Regions from separate parts of the Sus scrofa genome. Here region 1 is linked to region 2. The links are chromatin contacts, called in public promoter capture Hi-C maps. All regions are on one chromosome and are shown on one strand. The core of a region is the stretch at or near the end of the contact, and the rest is flanking DNA. Distances in the headings are between cores, read along the strand shown. Region 1 holds the start of PLK4 (serine/threonine-protein kinase PLK4). Region 2 holds the start of C8H4orf33 (UPF0462 protein C4orf33 homolog).

Region 1 (4,430 bases), core at 1,930-4,429, 1.1 Mb before region 2:
GAGCTGTGGTATAGGTCGAAGACACAGCTCAGATCTGGCGTTGCTGTGGCTGTGGTGTAGGCCAGCGGGTACAGCTCTGATTGGACCCCTAGCCTGGGAACCTCCATATGCTGCAGGTGTGGCCCTAAAAAAGAAAAAAAAAATGTACTCATAAATAGCATAGGAGTCAAAGAAATTTCATGAGAAATTATAAAATATTTTAAACTAAATGAAAATGAAAAGAATATGATCACGTAAATAGATGAAAAAAAAAGCTTTTCATAAAATTCACCATAAATTTATGATAAAAACTCTTCACATCATCAAAAAGTCTACAAGTGGAGTTCCTGTTGTGGCTCAATGGGTTAAGAACCCAACTAGTGTCCATGAGGATGTGGGTTCAATCCCTGGCCATGCTCAGGGGGTTAAGATCCGACATTGCTGCAAGCTGAAAAAATAGAGGCTCAGATCTGGCATTGCCATTGCTGTGGCTATGGTTTAAGCTGGCAGCTGCAGCTCCAATTCAACCCCTTGCCTGGGAACTTCCATATGCCACAGGTTTGGCCCTAAAAAGAAAAAAGAAAAGTCTACAAGCAATAAATGCTGGAGAGGATGTGGAGAAAAGGGAACCCTCCTACATTGTTGGCGAGAATGTAACCTTTGCAACTACTATGGAGAACTGTATAGGTAGGTTCCTTAAAAAACTAAATATAGAACGACCATTTGATAGGATTCAACAATACCACTCCTGGACATATACCTGGAGAAAATCATATTTCAAAAAGATACATGCACCCCATGTTCATTGCAGCACAATTTATAACAGCCCAGACATGGAAGCAACCTAAACGTCCATCAAAAGGGGGTAGAAAAAGAAGATATGGTACATATATACACAATAGAATATTATTTTATTATGAAATAATGTCATTTGCAGCATCATGAATGGACCTGGAGATTATCATACTAAGTCAGACAGAGAAAGAGAAATACATGATATCACTAATATGTGGAACCTAATAAAAATGATACAAAAGAACTTATTCACAAAACAGACTCAAAGATTTCTTTTTTTTTTTTTGTCTTTTTTTGCCATTTCTTGGGCCGCTCCCGCGGCATATGGAGGTTCCCAGGCTAGAGGTCAAATCAGAGCTGTAGCCCCCGGCCTACCCCAGGGCCACAGCAACGAGGGATCCAAGCCGCATCTGCAACCTACACCACAGCTCACGGCCACGCCGGATCCATAACCCACTGAGCAAGGGCAGGGATGGAACCCGAAACCTCATGGTTCCTAGTCAGATTCGTTAACCACTGCGCCACGACGGGAACTCCCAGACTCAAAGATTTCTAAGCCAAAATTACGATTACCTAAAGGGGAAATGTGGGGGGAGGGATAAATTGGGAAGTTGGGAGTGGCATATATACACTACTACACACAAAATCAGTAAGTAACATGGACTGACCATATAGTACAGGGAAATCTACCCAATACTCTGTGATAGCCTATATGGGAAAAGAATCTGAAAAAGAATGAATATAGGTAATGTACAAATGATCCACTTTGCTGTACACCTGAAACTAACACAACATTGTAGGACAACTCTACTCCAATAAAATTTTTAGAAACGTAGCATTCTGGTGAATGACGATGATACTTGGGGAAGCTATGCATGTTTAGGTGGCAGGAGTATATGGGAACTCTCCATATCTTCCACTTAATTTTGCTGTAAATTTTAAACTGCCCTAGAAATACTGTCTTAAAAAGTCGATATAATACCTGATATTAACAATAAAGCGTAGATACCACCACCACTACCCCCAAACCCCACAATATCAGCAAACTATAGGAACTTTTGAAAATGTAATGGCAAAAACAAGTATAAATGGAAGACTGGACACTGGAACCAAGTACTCAAGCATTATAACATTTAAAGAAGTATTTCCAGAAACGAAGGGAAAAGTTGATTTTTCTCTGAACAGGGTTTTTACACAGCTTGAAGGTAGACAAACTTAATATACCCATTAATGTAAAGAAAAGAGCTTTCCCTTTAGAAAGTTTTTGAAGTAGTTCTCTGCTACATATCCTTGTTGAATACAACAATCTTATCATCTGATAAAGTGTATCGTACCAAATTTAAAGGTCTTTTTTGACCAGTCTATTAACACGTGTGTGAGATCTCTTAAATGTGAGTTATTATCCAAATGACATATATTTACTATTTACCAAAATACAGTTTATTTTCTATTTACTTATTTATTTATTGTCTTTTGTCATTTCAGGGCCGCACCCTGGGCACACAGAGGTGCCTAGGCTAGGAACAGCTGCTGGCCTATACTACAGCCACAGAAACTTGGGATCCGAGCCATATCTGCGACCTACGCCACAGGTGACCACGATGCCAAATCCTTAACCCACTGAGTGAGGCCAGGGATCCAACCCGCAAGCTCATGGTTCCTAGTCAAGAGTCGTATCCGCTAAGCCACGAGGGGAACTCCCAGTTTATTTTCTTTAAGCACCTTACACATTTTTTACAGTTATGAAAAACTGGAGTAAGCATTGGGGAGTAATGGAATGCTTACATCAGGTAATTTTTTTCCCTTGTGCTGTTCCACCAAGTTTAAACATTTGAAATTTAATTATCGTTGTAAACCCTTTACAGAACTGGAATAAGTAGCTTTTCAGACAGTGAGGTAAATAACTGACCGGTTGTAAATGCCTCATATTTCAGGCTGCCTTTTTTACTGTCTCGCGCAGGTCTTCCACAACTTAGAATGCCAACTCTTGCTTCCAAGCTGTAAGGTGCAGAAGCACTTCCGGTCTTCGGTCCAGAGACTAGCCGGGAAGGAGCCTAACACGCATGCGCGCCCCGGCGCAGCCTCTCCGCAACTACCCGTCTCGTTACGTCACCTCCAACCTCCCTTGACGGCAACCGGCGGGAGTTTTTCAAAATGGGAGCGCGAAGGCGCCACCCAGTCCTCGGAAGGTGCCTGGGAGACCTTTCCGTGGCTGTACTGTCGTCGCCAGGAGCGGCGGCCTAGAGAGCCGAGCCTGATGGGCGCCAAGACCCGCTGGCTGCTTGGAGCGCTGCCTCGAAAAGACTTCGTGAAGGGAGCTAATCCGGGAAGCACGGGCCGGGACCTAGAAATATGGCGACGTGCATCGGGGAGAAGATCGAGGTGAAAAGACTCGGCACTGCTCAGTAGGGCGAGTGGGAGTCGGAGTGTTGGGACTCGAGACCCTGGCTGGAAGGGGATCGGGCGAAGCTAACTGCCGCGGGGCGGGCGCCGAGGTGCTTTGGGAGGGTCCCAACCGCCGGGAGCCCGGCTGTTTTAAGGGCGGAGCGGCCCGCCCCTCACAGACGCGGGGGCGGTGAGACAGGTGTGTTGCTCGCAGCTCCGCCCTTCTGTTCCTAGACTCCAAGGCTTCTGGTCTGCGATCCCGCTCCAGCTGCCGCGCTTAGAGCAGAGCAAGACTGTCTCCCCTTTTTTCAAGGGGATGGCGGTTACCTCCGGCGGGAGCTGCGGCGGGATTCTCTTCAGGCGCTCAGCTCTCAGGGGGTTGGCTGGAGGTGGGAGGAGGGTGCTGAGGCTACACTGAAGTTGCGGAGCCAGACTTAGGATATTCTATCTAGAGCCCAGCCTGGAAGCTCAGCGAGACCTGCAAGGCATCAACATGCTTTCCACCCCAGACACCTGCTGTATTGAGGTGTAATATCTGCTTGAATTTTGAATGCAAATTCCCCTCTTGATCCATTTTCTCTTCTTTTCCAGCCCCTTCCTATTTTTTCCCTTTCTCCTTCTGAAAGTTGTCACACACATTCTTTAATTTTGACTTTTAAGGATTTTAAAGTTGGAAATCTGCTTGGTAAAGGATCATTTGCTGGTGTCTACAGAGCTGAGTCCATTCACACTGGTTTGGAAGTTGCAATCAAAATGGTAAGAATTTTGTAATCAACTTCTTTGCAGGTAACAAGAGATATTTGCTATTTGAAATGTCAGAAACTCCTTACCTGCCAGCCTTTTCTTTATGGTATAAAAATCCCACTGCTTAGGCAGGAGACAGTAGTTCCAAGTCCACCATTTGAACATAAGGTTATCGTAGGAGATCCTTGACCATACTTAAATAACATCTTCAGTACTGTTCATTATACCTGGTATCTAATTATGTGTACTTGGAATAATCGGTAGCGATCAAAGAACAAAAAATAACTTTAAAATAATAAGAATACACTTGTGCATAGTTCTATATTACACTGTAGCAAGCTAAAATACTGTTCTTTTTATCAGAAGTCAGTCTAGGGAGTTCCTGTCGTGGCTCAGTGGTTAACGAATCTGACTAGGAACCATGAGGTTTCGGGTTCGATCCCTGGCCTCACTCAGTGGGTTATGGATCCGGCATTACTGTGAGCTGTGGTGTAGGTTGCAGACGAGGCTCTGATCTCGTGTAGCTG
Region 2 (4,391 bases), core at 812-3,311:
ACTTGTATTCTGGTGAACTACAACTCAATTTTCAAGAAGTAATTTACTATGCTTCTACAGTTCTCTCTGGTATTTGAACTTAAGTTTTATTTAAAAATTCTGGCTGGTATATTCCTCCAAATCTCTTAGTTTGAGTGCCTGAGGTACTCTTTCCACCCAAATCAAACTCTTCACCACCCAATCTTACCCTACAATACTCAATGGTGGCCAGCTAGTCCTTCATATGGGATATTTCCACTTCACATCTGAGAAATAATGTTAATGTTATAGTATCATTATAGTGTTATTAACGATTTAGATGATAAAAACTGTGCACTTAATATATCCTAGATATCATGCTAAGTGTTTTATTTGCATCATCTCATTTAATTGCCATGTCGACCCCATCAGGGTTATTGTGCTATTATACCCATTTGACAAATGAGCAAACTGAGGCACAGAGAAGCTAAATAACTTGTCCAAGGTCAAAAACCTAGAAAGAGAGCTAAAATATGAGCTCAGACTGAATCCTGAGGCTGAGTTCTTAACCACTGGTCTATAATACCTATACTCTGTGCAGTGGTCCTAAAAACAAACAAAAAACAGCAAATAAGGCCCTTCGAATTTGTCCCTTTCAGCTCCACTTCCATTTCCCCATATACAACATATTCCATTCAAACCAACCTTTTTAAAGTTTTTAACAAAGCATGTTCTAGTCCCTTCAACGTTGCAGATACTGTTTAATTTTCCTACAGTTCTTTATTGAGTACATTCATATTAATACTTCAAGTTTCAGCTAAATAGCACCTTCCTTGACCACAGTAAATTATAACCCTGTAACAACAGTTAATGTTTGTTTAGCACTGTCAGAAATTACTCTAAATCCTTTACATATTTTAACAATCATTTAATCATTCCAACAATCCTGTGAGGAAACCGAGGCAAAAGAATTGGCAATTGCTGTCACTTCATTGTATTTATGGAATTTATGTATTTCCCTCCTCATATTCTTGGAGGGTAGAACAGCCCTCATCTTTGTAGTTGCTATGCTTGTATAGCTTCTGGCATATAATAAAAACAGGAGGCGCTCAATAAACATCTTTTGAACAAATGGCCACAGCTTTCCCTTAGGTTCTAACTGCAGACTTGGACACTCTTCCTGGCCATCAACCCTCTAATTTCCCCAGAGCACGCGAGAAGCATAACAAACAAGCGTGTAGTGGAGTCCTACTTAAGGCTAAGGAACCTTTAAGTATTTACCAAACGTTTTGCAGAAGTATATATCCATCCTCATATATACCACCAAGCTCTTTCTGCAGCTAATTTCTTAAAGTTTTTACAAATTTCCATGCATCCATCAGGCATGTAGAAAACATTACTCAACGATGACGACATTAAACATTACATATAAGAATTCTCAAAAAAGGAATGTGGAGCTTACTTTGATCTCGCAGAAACTTGATTTCAGTGGCCATGTAGATACAATTTTAGCTTGGAGCTTTCACCACTTTTACTTTTCTCAAAAAGACACAAAGCAGGCTGTACGGGGAAAACAAAACCAAAGCAATGCCTCCGAGGTTGTCTAGCACTCGAGTGCTGTAATCCGAATCCTACTCACGCGGCATCAACAGCCCCGCCGCGCCTTCCTTCTTCAGACTCTCAGGCGAGTCCCTCGCTCAAATGAGGCACTAAAGATTTCAGGTTTGCTGGAGACCCGCTAAATTAGTTCCCTTCCACGTTCACCCGAATCCCAGCCAGTGGGGAACAGGGACGCGTGTGAATACAGGCGTCCGCGGGTCACTCCAGGTCGTGTCGGGCCACTCAGGAGAGCGCCGAGGTAGCCAGCGGGCAGCCGTGTGGCGGCGTCCTCGGTGGAGCCAGGAGCTACTCCAAAGCGTCCAGGAATCCCGGGACCAGTATCGGAAATCGACTGGGCCCGCCCAGCGACTTTGAAACCGGTGCCCCAGACCGCTCCTTGGAGACGGTGACGCCGCCTGCGTCTTTACGCGTGCGTCAGCGCTTACGTCACCACGCTTCCTGGAGTTCTCTCACGCTATTGGCTATCAGTCAAGCGATGGGCGGAGCTGTAGGAACCTGGATGACAGCGGGCTGAGCCACCTGTGAAGCGGCGAGCGCGCTGTGGGGCCTGTGTTCTTTTTTAAAAGAACGCCCGCCCCTCCCAAATTTAAACGTAGGTAGGGAATTAAATATATAGTTTAAGTACCACAGTATTTTTGTTACTGGGAGAACCCGCTGGCCAAAGGGGTGGTGAAAAACGCTTAGTTTCTGCGTCTGGGGGCGGAACCCAGACTTCAGAGTCTGCTTCCAAACCTGTCCTTCTGGAGGATTTATGAGTATGAATTTGTTATCTTCAGAAGCTAGGTACGTGGGTGTTTGGAGAACTGACACAGCTGTTGTTTAAATAGTTAACCGTGAGCAATAAGGGAGGTAGGTAGAAGTACTACAAAGATCCTGCAAATTCAGCAGTTATTTCTTTAGCGATAACTTTGCTTCCTCAAAAAAAGAAACAAAAGTTACGTTCTTTGCAAGAAAAAAATTAGGTAAAACTTTACATTTGTAAATGGATTACAATCCCCATTTTTAAAAATTGATTTTGTCTAGATGTGTCTAGATTTAGATGTCTTTTTTTTTTAACAGCATTAGAGGAAATTTCAATGCCAGCAATAAAAATGTTAACTTGAGGCCAGCCACCAGTTAGTGCTTTTTAATCAAATATGTGTGTTTATGGGTTAAGTTTATGAGCAGACCATAGATACAGCTCGATTTAGCTTTCTCTTTAACAGATTAAGAAGCTTTTGTTGTCTTGTACTCGTTATGCTCTATAAACAAAGTAATGCTGGCAGAATGTATTAAGACGTTTTTCAAATGCATCCAGTGGTATCCACTTAGGTATTTGAAGTCCTGTTACAGGTTTTCTCTATACTCGCTATTAAGGGAATGAGATGGTCCCTTCCTCTAAAGACTGGTTGTAAACAGGGAGGTTTATCTAATAACTATAGAAAGTTTAATTTAGCATTGAATAAAGATTGTACTTGATTTCGTTTTCAGTTGCTATGAATTAACACAAAAACTTGTTGGAAGGAGAAACTGAGAGTGCTAGCTGCAGCTCTTTTTTGCAGGTCAGTGTGTGTATCTTTCCATGAATCTCTCACTTCTCAAGGTCTTACTTGTATCTTCCCCTACAATTGAAACATATACTATCATAGGGTGATTTAGCTTGGCACCAAGCAATAGTCATACACTTAACTCTACATTTACACTACAAGTTGATATTAGTTTGGGTGAGAGCAAGCAGTACTTTCTGGGTATAAATGATGAGGTGGTCTCTGCAGTGAATAATTGAATATCTGAAATTGGAATTTTACCTTTGTACTTGAATTATTTGGCCTGTAGGGTCAAGGTCAATACAAACTGTAGTTTTAGGGGTTTGTGGTGTGTTTTTTTTGTTTGATTGTTTGGGGGGGATTGTTACAAGATTTTTACTGGTTGAATTTTAATGAAGTGTTTTCAAAATAGTTTTCAACTTTTGGAAACAAGTGCTATGATTCCAGTTATCTTTAAAGTATACCGCTAGTCTTTTTCCTTTTAAAGCTTCCCTTGGGTTTTCTACCTAATTACCCCAAGGTGTCTTCTTCCTGCAGCTTCTATCTTACTGTTTGGCAGTTTGACTCCAGACTCTATCTTAGTACCTAGAACACACTGAGCACACAATTAGTATCTGCTAAAGGAATTAAAGAATTTGGTGAACGGGAGTTCCCATTGTGGCTCAGTGGGATAAGAATCCAACTAGTATCCATGAGGATGCAGGTTTGATCCCTGGCCTTGCTCAGTGGGTTGAGGATCTGGCATTGCTGTGGCTGTGGTGTAGGCCAGTAGCTGCCTGATTCGACCCCTAGCCGGGGAACTTCCATATGCTGAGGGTGTGGCCCTAAAAAGAACAACAACAAAAAAAGAATTTGGTGAATGTGCATGGAAAGTATCTATTACTGTAATTGAGTACAGGAAATGAGAAAAGGAGAGAAAAGTACTTTGTGTTTAAACATTCTCTAGTCACTAATATGTGTTTTTATATTAAATGTATTTCTGCAATAAGGAAAGCCCTTGAAAATTATTAATAGATTTCATTAATATTACTTTATACAATAAATTGACATTGAGCATTGAGTATGTAGAGAAAGCATCATGAAGAATACAAAGTTGGAAATTTAAGGTAGGATCAACACTTTAACATTGTCTGATATTATTAAATGCCATAAAAAGTGATTTTTAAAAAACTCACTAATTATATTTGATTAGCCAAGAGAAGAATGGCTTAGAAATTCAATCTCTTTTTAAACTTGTCTTTTTATTATAATTATTGTAGTAAAAAACATAGAGTATGAAATATACCC

The links. Promoter capture Hi-C pulls out the DNA fragments that hold promoters and counts their contacts.
Region 1: a contact with region 2 is called in a promoter capture Hi-C map of fetal liver, with 2.9 times the contacts expected there. The contact joins the promoter of PLK4 here to the promoter of C8H4orf33 in region 2. A contact is called at or near these places in 1 of 5 promoter capture datasets (fetal liver) and 1 of 2 datasets of contacts at active chromatin or transcription factors (alveolar macrophages).

The regions. Positions count from the first base shown.
Region 1 is chr8:97,011,766-97,016,195 of Sscrofa11.1, reverse strand. PLK4 (serine/threonine-protein kinase PLK4) reads left to right here and starts at 3,179. Exons shown (of 16, transcript XM_021101607.1): 1 at 3,179-3,685; 2 at 3,820-3,915. The coding sequence starts at 3,653. LOC102167943 (a long non-coding RNA gene) reads right to left here and starts at 2,836. Exons shown (of 5, transcript XR_001298442.2): 1 at 2,684-2,836.
Region 2 is chr8:95,947,051-95,951,441 of Sscrofa11.1, reverse strand. C8H4orf33 (UPF0462 protein C4orf33 homolog) reads left to right here and starts at 2,061. Exons shown (of 13, transcript XR_002346802.1): 1 at 2,061-2,170. SCLT1 (sodium channel and clathrin linker 1) reads right to left here and starts at 1,982. Exons shown (of 20, transcript XM_021100694.1): 1 at 1,421-1,982. The coding sequence starts at 1,454.